5 separate regions of the Mus musculus genome follow, and all the other regions are linked to region 4. Evidence: chromatin contacts called from public HiCAR-type, HiChIP or PLAC-seq and promoter capture Hi-C data. All regions are on one chromosome and are shown on one strand. The core of a region is the stretch at or near the end of the contact, and the rest is flanking DNA. Distances in the headings are between cores, read along the strand shown. Region 1 holds the start of Slc7a8 (solute carrier family 7 (cationic amino acid transporter, y+ system), member 8). Region 2 holds the start of 1700123O20Rik (RIKEN cDNA 1700123O20 gene). Region 3 has its middle 37 kb from the start of Zfhx2. Region 4 holds the start of Rnf31 (ring finger protein 31). Region 5 holds the start of Ppp1r3e (protein phosphatase 1, regulatory subunit 3E).

Region 1 (2,700 bases), core at 32-2,531, 810 kb before region 4:
CATCTGAGACAGCTCGGCTGTCACATCTGTTTCACAAGTGCTTCATAGGATGGGCCAGCCTATGAAGAACCATGATTATAAAGCATTTTTATTACTGTTTTTTTACTATTCGAGGCATTACACACCACAGTGCTTCATAACATAAGACAACATAATACTAAATATGCTTCAAACACAGATTCACAGCCTGCAGAGGGTGGCTGCACAGAAGCTAGTTAAAAATCCATGTGTCAGCCCGAATTAGGCTCTCCTGGATCAGAACTGCCTAGTGACAAGCCGGAAAGAATTTGTTACACTTCTAATAAATTCCCAGGCAATACTTGGGACGCAGAGCCTGTATGGTTCCTGACTCTTGTTTGTTCTATTCTAAGGAGAGAACAGCTCAGCCTGGCTTGGCTGAAGCGATGTATGACAGACATCACTTCCATAGCTCCGACTTGACCGGTGCAGTTGGACAACACAAGTCACAGACAAAGCAAAGCTGCCTTTGAGGCTTTGGCGGGGTTAAAGTCCCTCGAAGGACCCCCGGAGAGAGGGTGGGATGGCGCCGGGGGCCGCAAAGGACCTGGACTCACCTACAATGATACCACAGGCGCTGACCAATCCGATCTCTTTCTTCAGGGCTACTCCGCCCCCTCCCGAGCTAGCCTCGGCCTCAGGGCTGGTGTCAGAACCCGGGTGGTTCTTCGCGGTGTTGTTTCGCTGGCGGGCTCCCTTTTCCATCTTTCTCCGTAGGGTTCCGACCACCCAAAGCGAAAAAGAGCAGTCTTTTTCTAAACGCTCGTGCGTGTAAACGTATAGATATGTGGAAAAACAGAGTTTCCAATTAGAACGCCCTTTTCCGAAAACAGAGTGCGCTCCTACCCTCTAAAAGTGACAGCAAATGAGAGTCACACGTGTCACTGCCTAACAAACAAGGGCCGTGTTTTTAAATGGAAGGCAAAGAATATATATATATATAAATACAAAAATAGAACTGTACCAGCGACTCCAGCTGGAATTCTCCGGAAAGCGTTTATCTTCAGAAGCCCAGGATCGCTCTGCTCGGTGTACCGGGCGGCGGCTTGCTCTGGTCAGGATTTCCCTGCAGCCCTCCTAATGAAACAGATCGCCTCCACCTTCCCTTAAGTCTCTTCTACGATGAGGGTAAAAGTAGTTCTTCTTAGCTGAGGGAGCGGAGGAGGAGCCGTGCTCAGGTACTTTCTTGCTCGCCGGCTCTGGATCAGGTTTCCACCTGCTGCGGTCGCCCCTTCCTTCTCGCCCTTGTCGGCTCCGAGCTCCGTGCTCACTCCGCAGATCGCTCCATCTGTGAGGGCAGGGTGGCTGCTGCGCTCGCGAATGTGCTTCCCTTTCGGCTGCGGCGTTTATTTGCGGACCGAGGCTCCGCCCCCCACCTCCTCCATCCTTAAGCCGCATCTCCTCCCTCTTCTTCTATTTAATTATTAGTACCCCCTACCCCCAAAGATCACGGAGGAAGGGGCTTAAAACATTTTCTTTTCTTTTCATAGTGGGAGCAAGGGAAGGGTGGGCCGCAGGGGGAAGTCACTAGCCAAGGCTTCATCTCAGGTCGCACAGCATTTGTGAACTCTATAAGGGCACACGGTTCTGCGGGCTTCTAATGCCTTCAGAAACACACTGGCCAGTGTACTAAGATGTTTAGGTGTGGATCATTTGAGGACAAGGTCGAGAAAGCTGCAGAGATATTGCCATCAAGCTGTTTCATGAAATAGGGGGTGGTTTTGGTGTGTGTGGGGGGGGGCAATGTGGAAGAACTTTAAGCTGAAGAGTTTCTTTTAGGGACTGTCATGAAAGCTAAATAAAATTATGAAGAATATGGGGTAGTTGCAACGTTTTTCCGAAGCAGGATAAGGAGGATTCTGGCCTGCCCCATGACCCCTAATATTTTATCACAAATTATTTGAACTTCAGACAGGAGGTCGTGAGCCCCTCACCGATCATGAAACAGACGTGTTGATGCTAAGAATGGTAATGGTTAAGAATATTAACATTGCACCCCCATTTCCTTGAAGAATGTAATTCAAAACAGTTGCTCCACCTCAAGAACTGTGTCTATTTCTAACTGTAAAGTGCTTTGAAGAAAACAACAACAACAAAACAACCATGAAACAATATTATAGACCATGCTGAAAAACTAAAGTTTTTTTTTACATAGTCTATACAAAATGATTTGATTTTAAAATGAGTCTAAAAAATAAAATTCCAAAGGGCCTGGTGGCACACACATCTTTAATCCGAGCACTTGGGATGCAGAGGCAGGCAGATCTCCTTGAGTTTAAGGCTAGCCAGAGGTCCAAAGTGAAATTCTGTCTCAATAAGACAAACTAAATTCCCCAATCTGACCACTAATTACGCAAATTTGGCTTCACTCATTTTTTTAAGAAAAACACTAAAAAACTTGGACTTTTCAAGAAAATAAAAAAGTTAAGCCCTTTAGGAATGGGGTTGGCTAAGCTATCTAGAACGGCTCTTCCGGATAGGGTAAAGTCCAGACAATGAACGGTCTCCCTTCCCGCCTGCCCCTTGCTCACCCTACTCAGCAAGTATCAAGAGGTTTCAAAGGTTGAGATCTCAACTCCTTCTCCTTTTGCTGCTCTAAGATACAGCAGATTGAAAGCCTCAGCAAAAAGAGAAGAGAGTGGGGGATCGTGTAAATCATTTTCAACAGAGAAAACAGACAAG
Region 2 (2,700 bases), core at 164-2,663, 910 kb before region 4:
TTCCAGAGGATTTGACATCCTCTTCTGGCCTCTGTGGGGACCCTTTGGGAGGCAAATCACCCATACACATAAAATAAAAATAAACCTTAAAAAAAAAAAAAAGACATCAACTGTCTAGTGTGAGATCACTTGCAATAAAAATAGTTTAAGAAAATACTGCTTCTGATGACAAGGAAAACAACACCATGTCTTCCCATTTACTTACTATAGTCTCCAAATAGCCCATTCTATCTAAACAAACCTTTTCTCTTACCTGTGAATTTGGCTGGAATGCAGCATGGGGTGTTGAGTGTTTTTGTAAATTTTCTAGCATTAGAGCCTGGTATAAAGAAGAGCAAAAATCAGAAACCGGGAGGGGGAACAAAAACGCAATCCAGGTCTCTACCTCTCCCACAGCCTTCTCATTCAATTACTTAAATATACATTTATACTATATTCCTTTCACCGAGACTAAAAGCCCTTTATTAATACTGTTCTCATTCATCTTCATAAGTCTCTTAAAGGTAGCCATGGTTACTGCTCCCAAATGTAAAACACAGGCACACAAAGAATCAGTGACCTGGCTATGTCACAAAAATCAGCAAAAATGACAGAATCGGAACTAGAATCTCTATTATTGTCTGCAATTTTGACTAGGAGCCACTTCTAAATCCGGTAATACAGGCAAAAAAAAAATTCCAAGTACTCAGAACAAGTTTCAAATCACATAAAACCAACAAGAGGCTAATTTGGATTTGACTATTATTTGATTAGTTTTTCAGAACTACAACTACTTAACTGAACTTGCACAACTTCCAGCAGTGTAACACCCGGACAAATAAAATGTATTAAAAATTTCACAGGGAAACTAACCACAGACCTTGTAACCAGTGGTCTGACCTAATCCACACCCACCCACAAACTGTCAGCTTCGGGATAAGCAACGGTCTGTCAACTCAAACCCTGAACTGACCCAGAGTCCCCATCAGTATTACGAGTCACGTATGCTAATGAACTCTAATAACACTAGTTCAGCTCACCTTCTTTCCCTCCATTTACACCAAAGCGATACACAGTATGTGTACCTCCCGACAAGCTCACCCTCACTACTCAAACCGACACAAAATCCCCAGCCTAAAGTAATCTGTCTCACCTCTCGTACCAATAGCCACCAAATACTTATCCAGACTGCTGCTCGATTCCCTATAAATTAGACAGCCGTCTCTGACCAAGTCTTTCTATCAAGGTTTCCTTTCACTTAATCTAGTCGAGCGGACATTTTTTACCCTATCACAAATGTCCTATTGCAGACATAGACAGCAACCCCATCCGCCCAACTGTATCCCTAACTCGGACCCAGCCCTGCTCGCCCCCTTAAGGCCAGCCACACCGGTGGTTGTAGAGGGATTTAACTCCTTCTGCAGCGCATGCGCCGACAACACAGACACAAACAAGGAGGGGGTGGGGGAAGAAGGAAGGAGCTTAAGACACTCCGGGAGAGTAGCGCGCACCCTCCCATTTTGGGCTCGCGCCGCTGCCGTTAAGGCGGGAACCGGCGTTATCTCTATCCCAGCGCCAGCCACACCAACCACCGTGCGCGTGGATCTGCAGGCTCGCGCTGGCGGCCTGAGAGAGCTCGCGCCGAGCCCGGACACTGCGCCTGCGCCGCGGCGGAGACTCGTCTCTACCGGGTCCGCTCCCCTCCGACACCTCGGCAACGCTGACTTCTCACCCCTTTGAGCCGCTTGACCAGGGCACTCTTCTGCCCGCTCTTGGCTAGGCCTCGCTGCTCCAGTGCGGCCTTCAGGTCGGTCACCCGCAGAGCCTGAAGAGGCTTCCCGTCCAGAGTCACCTCCTCCAGCTCCGCCATCTTGCGTGAGGTACTCGGGTCCGTCCCGACGGCTTCGGGCATCTTCGGTAATTTCCGCCAACGCCCTTCGAACGGACCGGATTGGCCCCGCCCACTGCCATAGTCTACCCCTCTATTACCGCTCAGAATTCCCCGGGTTTCTCCGGAGCTGTTCGGTCGTTTCCGTCCCCACATCGGTACCAATCGGCTTTTTCCATCTACCTAGCGGCTGGCCCCTCCCATCTGGCTTTCAGGCTCGTTTGTTTTCGGCTTGCCGGGGCTTTGAATCGAATCTCTTCGGAAGCCCTCGAATCTGGCATACCCATAATCGGAGATATTCGGCTATCTCCGGACCTGGGGGCCGGGGCGCTGGGGCACTTGGGTATTTGGGGCTGGTTCCGGACCGGAAGTGCGTGGGTTACTGGGGGCTGGCTCTGCTTCGGGTTTTCAGGAAACATGGAAGAGGCTCGGAGAGTTGGAGCAGGAGCTGAAGGACTCTTGTGATCTCTGGGCGTCTTCCAAGGGGAAAAGGAAGGTAAGAGGAAAAGAAGTCTCTCCTAGGCCAGATGAGACTTGGTGTCTGCAGGTTTTTGGGGACCCCTCCTGCTTCCATCTTCTATATCCCGGCCATTCTGTGTAAGAAATACTTTGTCCTGTGGGGCTAAGGAATGAGAGACCTGCGGCTTCCTACGTGGGAAAAAGAAAAATCAGGTCTTTTGAGTTTATTAATGACAATAACCATGGAAGCCATGTAGCAAGACCCTGGGTTAAAAATTACCTTTCTCTGAAAAAGAGAAGTTTTAGGAGAAACTTCTCCCTGTAGAGCCACTTTGAAACTGGCAGTCACCCTGAACCGGGACTTAGAACTTACG
Region 3 (2,700 bases), core at 122-2,621, 540 kb before region 4:
TGGCTGCCTCCTCGGGTACCAGTCACTGCGTTGCTGTGTGTCTGCCACCGCTGCCTGGCACTCATGGGGCCGTGTGTGTATGTGTGTGTGTGCGCGCGCATGTACATGTACGCATACGCATGTGTTGTATGTGAGCCTCCTGGGCATGGGTGGGGGTTGGCATTGTGGTTGCCACTGTAGCATCCAACTAGAAGGACAGAAGGATGGAGTGGAATAAAGAGGGAGAAGCGCGGGGCCTCGGAGGGGAGAAGAGGGTGCACGAGTTGCTTCATGCTGTATGGTTGCAGGCATTGGCACTGCAGCTGCCACCCTTGTGCCCATGGAGATGGGAGGGGACAAGTGGAGGGGGCAGCGACAGGAGTCCTTGTGCTCTGGGGGGAAGATGCGGCACACAAGAGCTGTTGGCATCACAACTGTAGGCTTGTGCCAGGTCTGGGGTTACAGGAACTAAGGGGACGAGGAGGTAGAGAGGAAGGAAGGACTGGCTGCTGATGCCGCTGCCCCCCTAGGGCTCTGAGAAGTGTGTGGAGAAGGAAGGAGTTACCTCTGCTCCTGTCTGAGAGTGGAGAGAGTAGATGGGGAAGTGCCAGGAAAAACTGGAAGGGGTAGGAGGAGGGACTGTGCCACTACTACCCAGGGAGGACTCGTCTGGGCTGGCCGTGGGGCCTTTTTGTGAGAGAACACTGAAGAAGACAACAGGGAAAGTGGTGCTGCCCATGGAGCCTGGCATGGCTGTGGTGTTGTGTGGATTGGGAAGGGTGACAGTGACCCTCTCAATGTGGTTGGGAAGGCTGTCCTGCCAGGAGTTAGATAGTGAAGATGAAGGGTGTTTCATTTGGGAGAATAGACTGTTTTTTTTTTTTTTTTTCCCTGCCAGGTCCTCCTTCTCATCACTTCTTAGGCATGGAGAGATGAAGGACAGATGGAGTACCGCACAAGGATACAATGGAGGAAGCAGGCCATGACTAAGACCCCAAGGATGAAGAATGGAGAGCCCTGACCGTCCTCCTGGCCTCCAGTCATTTCCCCACTGAAGATGGCCGTACCCTCTAGCCTGGTCTGTATGTCCCCAGCATTGCAGGTGTTGGGGGAGGGAAGGGGCTGCGTGTGAAGCTGAGCTGTGAAACGGGAAGGGTCCCCTTTTGTGGATCCTGTTTGTACTGTCCACTCTTACAAGTGTGGCTGATTTTTTTCTCCCTGGTGCCTCCCTCTCCTCCCCCGCCTTTCTTTTGCCTCCCCCCTTTCATCATCACCATCTGGGTCCTTCTGCTTGGCACCCAACCAAGTAGATGCCGCCACACTTGGCAGTGTTGTGCTGGCATGTGACCAGTGACTCAGATTCTGGCACTGCGGCAAACCCAAAGCCTCGAAAGTTGCTCATGATACCGCTTGGCGGCAATGAGGGAGAGGGGTCATGGGCACATGCGCTGGGTGGAGCTCCGTGTTGTAAAGTGGCACATGACGCTGCCCTTCACAGAGGGAATAAAGCCAGTATTCACTAGAACATCTCCCCTCTGCTCTTCTCCAAACTGGACCCTCAACTCCTCCCTTGACTAATTCCAATAAGGGGGTTGAGTGGGCACCACACTGTTTGAGCAGCCATGCAAAAGCCATCTAGAGTAAGGAGGGATAAGGACGCCATTCACAGCCACAGTGGGCGTGTACTTCTCTCTGCAGTTAGGGCAGAAAGACACCAGAGTGTGAAAAAGGCCTGGGGAAAGGCTTGGCAGCTATGCTGCCCCTTGGGCTTCACTGGTAGGGAGTGGGCTAGGCCTTACATATGTATTTCCTGCTCTCTCATGGTTGAGATGAATTGGTTCCTTGTCCTTTTGTTTAAAACGGTCCTAGAAGGATAAGAGGCACTCTAGAAGTGGAGAGAGGTGTGGTGGTGGTGGTGGCGGGAAGACAAAGGCATCTGGGACTTATACAAAGACGCTAAGAGTTTATGTTTAGAGATTTCTCAATGGCACACCAAATAGGACTGGATTAATTTCTGTCTTTGAAATCTACTCTTGGAAGGGAGGACCATGGCCCAACAATGGCAGTGGGAGAGAAGATGACTCTGTGGAGGACACTCTCCGTTATCTGTGATGACATACACCAGCCCCCGAACAATTTAACCTCAAGCTGCCCTCTGCAAGACTTCGGTAGCACTGGACTTCCCTCATTCCTGGTAGGCAGAGGTTGTTAGCCATCAGCCTGGAAGATCTGAAGGAAAATTTGGCTTTGGGTAAAGTCAAAGGGGATGGCTCTCAGAGATAAGGCCAGTTCATGAGAAGTAAGCAGGGCTTTGCTACCTGTGCAGGGCAGAGCTGCCCTGGGCTGGGGGGAGTTCTGATGTCAACATCTCTGGAGGCAGATGACAACTTCAGAAGAGGCAAAATTTCCCCAGGAGAAAAGAAAACAGGAGGTCTTCAGTCAACATGGTAAGTGGATAGTGTTTAAGAACTGTTTTCTGTTAGATAAAAGCCACTATAAACACATGATACCATCAGATTCTAGTAGGTTGGAAGCTTAAAAGTGTGTCAAGGTCATGAAGATGCTACATCTGAGGAGGAAAGAAACCCAAAACATTTGGTTTGGGTATAGCTTAGTGGCAGAGCACTTGCCTAGCATGTGTGAAGTCTTGGGTTCAAACCTCAGCTCTAAAGAGACAAAAAAGTCCAAAGTGAAGCTAGTGGCTGTGTGGGAGTGTCTGCT
Region 4 (2,700 bases), core at 48-2,547:
GAGTTCTGCACTAAGACTCTGGGTTACATCGACTGAATTCAGAGACTTACCTCCTGGAAAAGATTTTGTCTGAAGACATCCACCTGCACAGACAGAAGTAGCCGGATGCTGGTTAGGGTTTAGTTTGTATAGAATAAGGGCCCACTCCCAACCTAGGTGCCTTCCAACTCTAGCCCAAACCTGTCCCACAAAGCTAGTTTCCCCCTGGAGGAGCCTGCTCAGTGCACAGATTGGCTCGAGGACACGGCACTGGCAATCCCTGAGCAGAAGTGAAAGAAAGCCCTAAAGAAAGAGAGGCCGGTGGAGTTCGCTCGCAAGGCCCCATTGGTGCCCAGGAGCACCGAGCTTTATCTCCGTTAGGACTTCTCACTCCTTCCTGGCTTCGGTTCCCATTTACCTGTTTTCGGGCTTCTCCACTCAAGCGGACCCCACAAGGCTTGGCCATGCTTCCCCCCACTTGGCAGCTCTCGAGCCTGGGCTAGCAGCCCCAGCTTTCGCTTTCACTCTCCAGGCCCAGACCCACCCCCCTCAGCCACGCCCCCTCCCTTTTTTCTCCTCCTCCTGGCCGGCCACCAACCGTGAGTAGTACCCCCTCAGCCATTCCCAGCTAGTTGCCACTAGGAAGGGCGGTGTTGGCTTCATCATCAGGGGCTGTCCAAGGGAGGAGCTAGGAAAGCGTGGGACGGCGGAGACTCAAATAGAGGCGGCCTCTCGAGAAGGGCGGAGCTTATAGTATGGACCGTCCAGGGGAAGTACTGGACTGAGAGAGGGTGGGACAATAGGAAAGGGGGTACCCAGAGGTGGGGTTCCATGACGCTAGACTGAGGAGGGGACCAAGTAGGATCCGAGAGAGTAGGAAGGATAAGAAGGAGGAAAGCCTGGCAAGATGGAAGGGAGCAGGACGAGCGGGACTGCCTTCCCTTCAGGACAGACTAGAGAAGGGAGGAGCCCGCCTGAGCCGGGCTAAGGGCAGCCAGAGCCGGTCCCCGATAAGGTGGGACTTCCCCGCCGGGGAATGGAACAGAACCAACACTATGGAAATAAAGATAGCAAAGCTCTGGGCAAAATTAACCCCTCGCATGGGAGGTGGGTCCCTCCGGAAGGGGCGGGATAGTTTAAGGGAAGGCGAAGAAGAGAGCCTGATTCGGAAGGAAAAGGTTCCGTAGCATTATGGGAGGAGCCCGGGCCGCGGCTTCTTCATTGGCGGCGACCTGGCCACCCTTCCTGATCTCAGCTTTACCGTCACTCCGAACCCTCCTTTTCCTCTAAAGTGGCCCACAGTCCCGCCCTCTCTGCCAGGACTTCCTGTTCCCGGTAACCCTGGCCGTGGATGGGGCTGAGCGGGGCGGTGGCTTAAGTGACCCGGGCTGCTGTGGCGCCGCGCGCACCTGCGCCAGCCCCTGGAGGGCAGAGAAGCTGAGCCTGTCTCCAGTCTCAGGATGCCGGGAGACGAGGAGCGAGGCTTCCTGGCGGCCCGCGAGGAGCTGGCGAGCGCCCTGAGGTGGGATTCTGCGCAGGTTTTTCCCCTGGAGCAGCTCATGCCGCTTCTGGCCACCTCTCTGCCACCAGCCGCCCGCTACCTGCAGCTGGACGCCGGACGCTTGGTCCGCTGCAACGCTCATGGGGAGGTGAGGTCAAGCCCGCCCGGCGCTCCATGGAAGGGGACCTAGGCTCAGAGGCCAGGTGGGCTAGGCTCACGACTCTGCTTTTCTGAATGCTCCCAGCCTCGAAACTACCTCAACACCCTATCCACGGCCCTGAACATCCTGGAAAAATATGGTCGCAACCTCCTCAGCCCGCAGCGGCCCCGGTATTGGCGCTCAGTGAAGTTTAATAACCCCGTCTTTCGCAGCACGGTGGATGCTGTGCAGGTGAAACTCTTGGACCTTATCGGAGAAGGGGACTAGACCTGTGCTTAGGGTTGACCAGAAAGGCTTGAGGGTGTGCTGAGTGGGGGACCAGCTCTATTGCCTAGGAGGTCTGTTAGATGGTGACCGGGTCCTGAATGTGTGCCAGGGTGGCCGGGATGTACTACGGTTGTATGGCTATACTGAGGAGCGCCCAGATGGATTGAGTTTCCCCGAAGGGCAGGAGGAACCAGATGAATACCAGGTTGCTGTTGTCACACTAGAAGTACTGCTGCTTCGCACCGAGCTCAGTTTGCTGTTGCAGGTGAGATGACCTTCTGATTCTAAGGATTTTAAGTACTTGACTGGGAGCCCCAAGGCACGTTGAGACACCCCCACCCCCGTGCAGGGAAATTCTGTTGCTGCAGCAGCCAGCCTGGAAGCTTCTGTTACACTTTCTCCCTCTGGAATGTTAGGAGATCAGGGCTTACAGGGAGAACGTTGTTCAAGGTGGGAATTCTTTTCATCATCTTGTTTGCAGAATACTCATCCCAGACAGAATGCACTGGACCAGCTGCTAAGAGAGAGCGTTGAAGATGGTGTAAGGAAGGCAGGAAGGGTGTTGTTCATGGAACACGGGGGGGGGGGGGGGGGGCTGAGTTTATGGGATTCTGTGCCCCCAGCACTTTGCCCACGCTCCGCTTGCTTTCTCAGATGCTGCAGCTTTCAGAGTTTCACCCCCTTCTGAGGGAGATTGTTCCTGGCCCCCGCCCCTCTGCCCAAGGTATTGTATGCTTCTTTACGGGAGAAAAATATTAGACTGAGTTGGTGCAAATGTAGGATTTTCTTTCCT
Region 5 (2,700 bases), core at 137-2,636, 710 kb before region 4:
ATCTCGCATTCTTCGAGTTCCTTCCACTTACGCACACCTGCTGTTTTCCACCCAAATCTCTCTGAGTTTCGCAGGCGGTTTCCAGCCACCTCCGCTTGACTCTGAGACCGCTCTCCACCCATCTGCCAATTGTGACTCCCTGGTTCCTGGCGCCACAGCCTCTCCCCCTACGCCTGGATGCCTCCGTTTTTTTTCCCTGCTGTGGCCTGTAGGAGCCTTGTCTCAAATAAAATGGATCCAGCCCTGGGGCTCCGCGGCTCCGGCACCGGCAGGATGCTCGGGCCCAAGGAGCGCGTAGTCTCGGCCGCCGTTGTTATCCCAGAACTCTCGGCCGGTAACCCGGTAGCGAAGGGCGAAGAGCAGCGTTCCGCCGACCGGAGGTGCGGGCAGGCGGAAGGCGAAGCGGTCAGCCCGCGGCGGGGACGGAGCTGGACCCGCGTAGGAGGCGGGCGATTCCCGCAGGCTGCGCCAGCCGTCCGCGCTCCAGCGCACGCTCACGCGCTTCTCGTAGGCCAGGTCCAGCACGCGCGCGCTCCCGGCCACGCCCAGAGGGCCCGCGTCTGCGCGCTCCAGGCAGATGCGCTGCGCCTGCAGCCGGGCGGCGAAGCCGGGCTCCAGGGCTGGCTCCAGGGCGACGCGCGCCTCCTGAGGAGAGAGGGCGGGGAGGCAGGTCAGGGCGGGGACTCCCGAGAGGGAAGGCTGAGGCCCGGGGCCGGGGCACGACGGGACGCCTACCTGGAGGCCGCGGGCTCGCGGCGGGCACGGCGCGAAGTGGCGCAGGGCGTCCCTCTGCAGTTGCACCTGCACGTGGCGGGGCACCCGGGGCGGTTCCCCAGGGCGGAAGCGCCGGACCACGGCCAGCTCCAGCCCCAGCGCGTCGGCGAAACGCACTCTCTTGCGAGTGTCAGGGCTGCGGCTGCGGGCTGTCCGCGCCCCGCCACCACCCGCGGGCGCAGAGCGGGCCCTGCGCCCCCGACCCGGAACGTGAGCCCGCGAGCGGGCGCCTGGCCGGGTCCCGCCCTCCCCGGGCTCCTCCTCCGACTCCTCCTCGAGGCTGGGCCGCTGGCTGCGGTAGTACGCCCGCTCGGTCAATGCCGCTATAAAGCTCAGGTTGCGGGGTATATCCGTGCGCGGTGGCCGCTCGTGGGACATGTCACCCCTGAGCCCCAGCGGGGCTAGCGCACAGTGCCCGGCGCGTCCTCGCTCTGCTGCCGGCTCTATGCCCGAGCATAAGGTGTAGGTAGGGCTGCTCAGCAGCAGCTGGCTGCGGACTCTCCTTGCTGTCAGCCCGCGTACCCTGCCTGCTCGGTTTCCTTGACCATCTTTCCCTTCCTTTGGCGGCCAGCCCCGGTGTCAGACTATCCGTCCTGCTCGCTTCCAGCTCTCTGCTCTGAGCGTGCGCTCAGCGGCGCCGCTCACCCTTCAGTTCTGCGGGCCTCGCTGACCCGGCCCCCGCCCACAGCCCTCTGACAGGTGGCTGGTATCCATCTTCACTGCTGCACCAGGGGGCGTGACTGCTTCCATCTGGGGTCCCAGATGAGTTACTCCTATATAAGAAGGGTTAAAGCAGGAAGAAAAGAGTAACCTTTCCTTTTTCTTTTTTTTCTTTTGGCACGGGAAAATTAAAAATGCTGAGGGTTTAATTCTCCTTAGGGCTCAGTGTTTTCTTAAAGCCAGGCTACAGGTTTGAAGCCCGATGGCACTGGGTGTAGTGACTGAAAGGGCGTGAATCCTAGATAAGAGTCTTTAGTGGAAGACTCAAAAGGATGCGCGGTGGCATTGGCTCACTGGCTACTGAGAAAAGTAATGAGAACACTTAGCTTCCAGTCCTATGTCCCCCGCTGATTAGCTGTGTGACCTTGAGAAAGGAATAACTTCTCTGGACCTTGATTTTTCTCAATCATTAAAACAAACAAAAATAATTCTGATCTCTTATCTGTAAGTCTTTTCAAGCGTGAAGACTGTTTCTGATTCATGACCGTTTTTATACATGGTAGGTCTTCCAGTTATTGAGAGTTGCCCTTCTTCCAAGAAGGACACAGGACAGGCTATTTTCCATTTTATTTTTGAAAAATACACTAGTGACAATGGTATGTCAAATATTTTATAACTTCTCTTCTGATTTTTTTTTCACAAAGATTTGTTTCATTTTCAGTTATCTGCATGGTGTTAGGGGGTTATGTATGCAGGAATGCAGGTACCCACAGAGGCCAAAAGGGGACATCAGATAGCCTGGGACTGGCATTACAGGTAGGTGTGAGCTGGTATAAGTGAGTGCTGAAATTACACTAGGGCCTCTAGAAGAGTGTTATGTGCTCTTAACTGCCGAGCCATGCTCCTGCTTTCTATGGGGTTTTATAATACAGAACACTAGGCATTATTATAGTGTTTACAATTGTTACAAATATTACAGAAACAACAACAACAACAAGGCCGGGCTTGGTGGCACACACCTTTAATCCCAGCACTCAGGAGGCAGGCAGATTTCTGAGTTTGAGGCCAGCCTGGTCTACAAAGTGAGTTCCAGGACAGCCAGGGCTACACAGAGAAACCCTGTCTCACCCCCCCCTAAACTAAAACAACAACAACAATAACTCAAAAAAACAAAAACAAACAAATAAACACCCAAATATTACAGAGGAGAAAATTGAGAGGGAAAAGATCTTGCCCAGGGAGTGTCAGATAGTTACCAATTGTGGA

The links. Promoter capture Hi-C pulls out the DNA fragments that hold promoters and counts their contacts. HiCAR-type assays count read pairs that join an accessible place to other places. HiChIP or PLAC-seq counts read pairs in DNA pulled down with a chosen protein or histone mark. Capture Hi-C pulls out chosen DNA fragments and counts their contacts.
Region 1: a contact with region 4 is called in a promoter capture Hi-C map of adipose tissue, with 3 times the contacts expected there. The contact joins the promoter of Slc7a8 here to the promoter of Rnf31 in region 4. A contact is called at or near these places in 1 of 115 datasets of contacts at active chromatin or transcription factors (bone marrow-derived macrophages) and 1 of 9 other capture datasets (adipose tissue).
Region 2: a promoter capture Hi-C map of neural stem cells shows a contact between it and region 4. The contact joins the promoter of 1700123O20Rik here to the promoter of Rnf31 in region 4. A contact is called at or near these places in 2 of 39 promoter capture datasets (cranial neural crest and neural stem cells), 1 of 484 Hi-C or Micro-C datasets (regulatory T cells), 4 of 115 datasets of contacts at active chromatin or transcription factors (astrocytes, bone marrow-derived macrophages, memory CD8 T cells and 1 more) and 1 of 9 other capture datasets (liver).
Region 3: a contact with region 4 is called in a HiCAR-type map of astrocytes, with 2.8 times the contacts expected there. The contact joins the enhancer-like site here to the promoter of Rnf31 in region 4. A contact is called at or near these places in 5 of 39 promoter capture datasets (cranial neural crest, embryonic stem cells, hippocampal neurons and 2 more), 2 of 115 datasets of contacts at active chromatin or transcription factors (astrocytes and bone marrow-derived macrophages) and 1 of 9 other capture datasets (embryonic stem cells).
Region 5: a contact with region 4 is called in an H3K4me3 HiChIP or PLAC-seq map of bone marrow-derived macrophages, with 4 times the contacts expected there. The contact joins the promoter of Ppp1r3e here to the promoter of Rnf31 in region 4. A contact is called at or near these places in 9 of 39 promoter capture datasets (the 3T3-L1 cell line, the HPC-7 cell line, cranial neural crest and 5 more), 7 of 115 datasets of contacts at active chromatin or transcription factors (astrocytes, bone marrow-derived dendritic cells, bone marrow-derived macrophages and 4 more) and 1 of 9 other capture datasets (adipose tissue).

Annotation. Positions count from the first base shown.
Region 1 is chr14:54,780,605-54,783,304 of GRCm38.p6, forward strand. Slc7a8 (solute carrier family 7 (cationic amino acid transporter, y+ system), member 8) reads right to left here and starts at 1,282. Exons shown (of 11, transcript NM_016972.2): 1 at 576-1,282. The coding sequence starts at 723.
Region 2 is chr14:54,684,758-54,687,457 of GRCm38.p6, forward strand. 1700123O20Rik (RIKEN cDNA 1700123O20 gene) reads left to right here and starts at 1,414. Exons shown (of 2, transcript NM_021437.2): 1 at 1,414-2,363. Acin1 (apoptotic chromatin condensation inducer 1) reads right to left here and starts at 2,174. Exons shown (of 19, transcript NM_023190.3): 1 at 1,712-2,174; 2 at 254-319. The coding sequence starts at 2,023.
Region 3 is chr14:55,054,005-55,056,704 of GRCm38.p6, forward strand. No RefSeq gene overlaps it. Among named protein-coding and RNA genes, the nearest start is that of Zfhx2, 37 kb to the right of the region's middle. Within about 2 kb of position 1,372, at least 101 of the 459 cell types and tissues checked have an H3K27ac peak or open chromatin away from gene starts, as enhancers often do. A contact at or near this core is called in astrocytes, bone marrow-derived macrophages and hippocampal neurons, where this site is marked.
Region 4 is chr14:55,590,445-55,593,144 of GRCm38.p6, forward strand. It overlaps Rnf31 (ring finger protein 31), which reads left to right and starts at 1,298. Exons shown (of 21, transcript NM_194346.3): 1 at 1,298-1,628; 2 at 1,725-1,871; 3 at 2,017-2,172; 4 at 2,389-2,448; 5 at 2,562-2,631. The coding sequence starts at 1,440. Psme2 (proteasome (prosome, macropain) activator subunit 2 (PA28 beta)) reads right to left here and starts at 577. Exons shown (of 11, transcript NM_011190.3): 1 at 398-577; 2 at 51-83. The coding sequence starts at 445.
Region 5 is chr14:54,876,152-54,878,851 of GRCm38.p6, forward strand. It overlaps Ppp1r3e (protein phosphatase 1, regulatory subunit 3E), which reads right to left and starts at 1,387. Exons shown (of 2, transcript NM_001167908.1): 1 at 736-1,387; 2 at 1-645. The coding sequence starts at 1,152. The coding sequence ends at 223.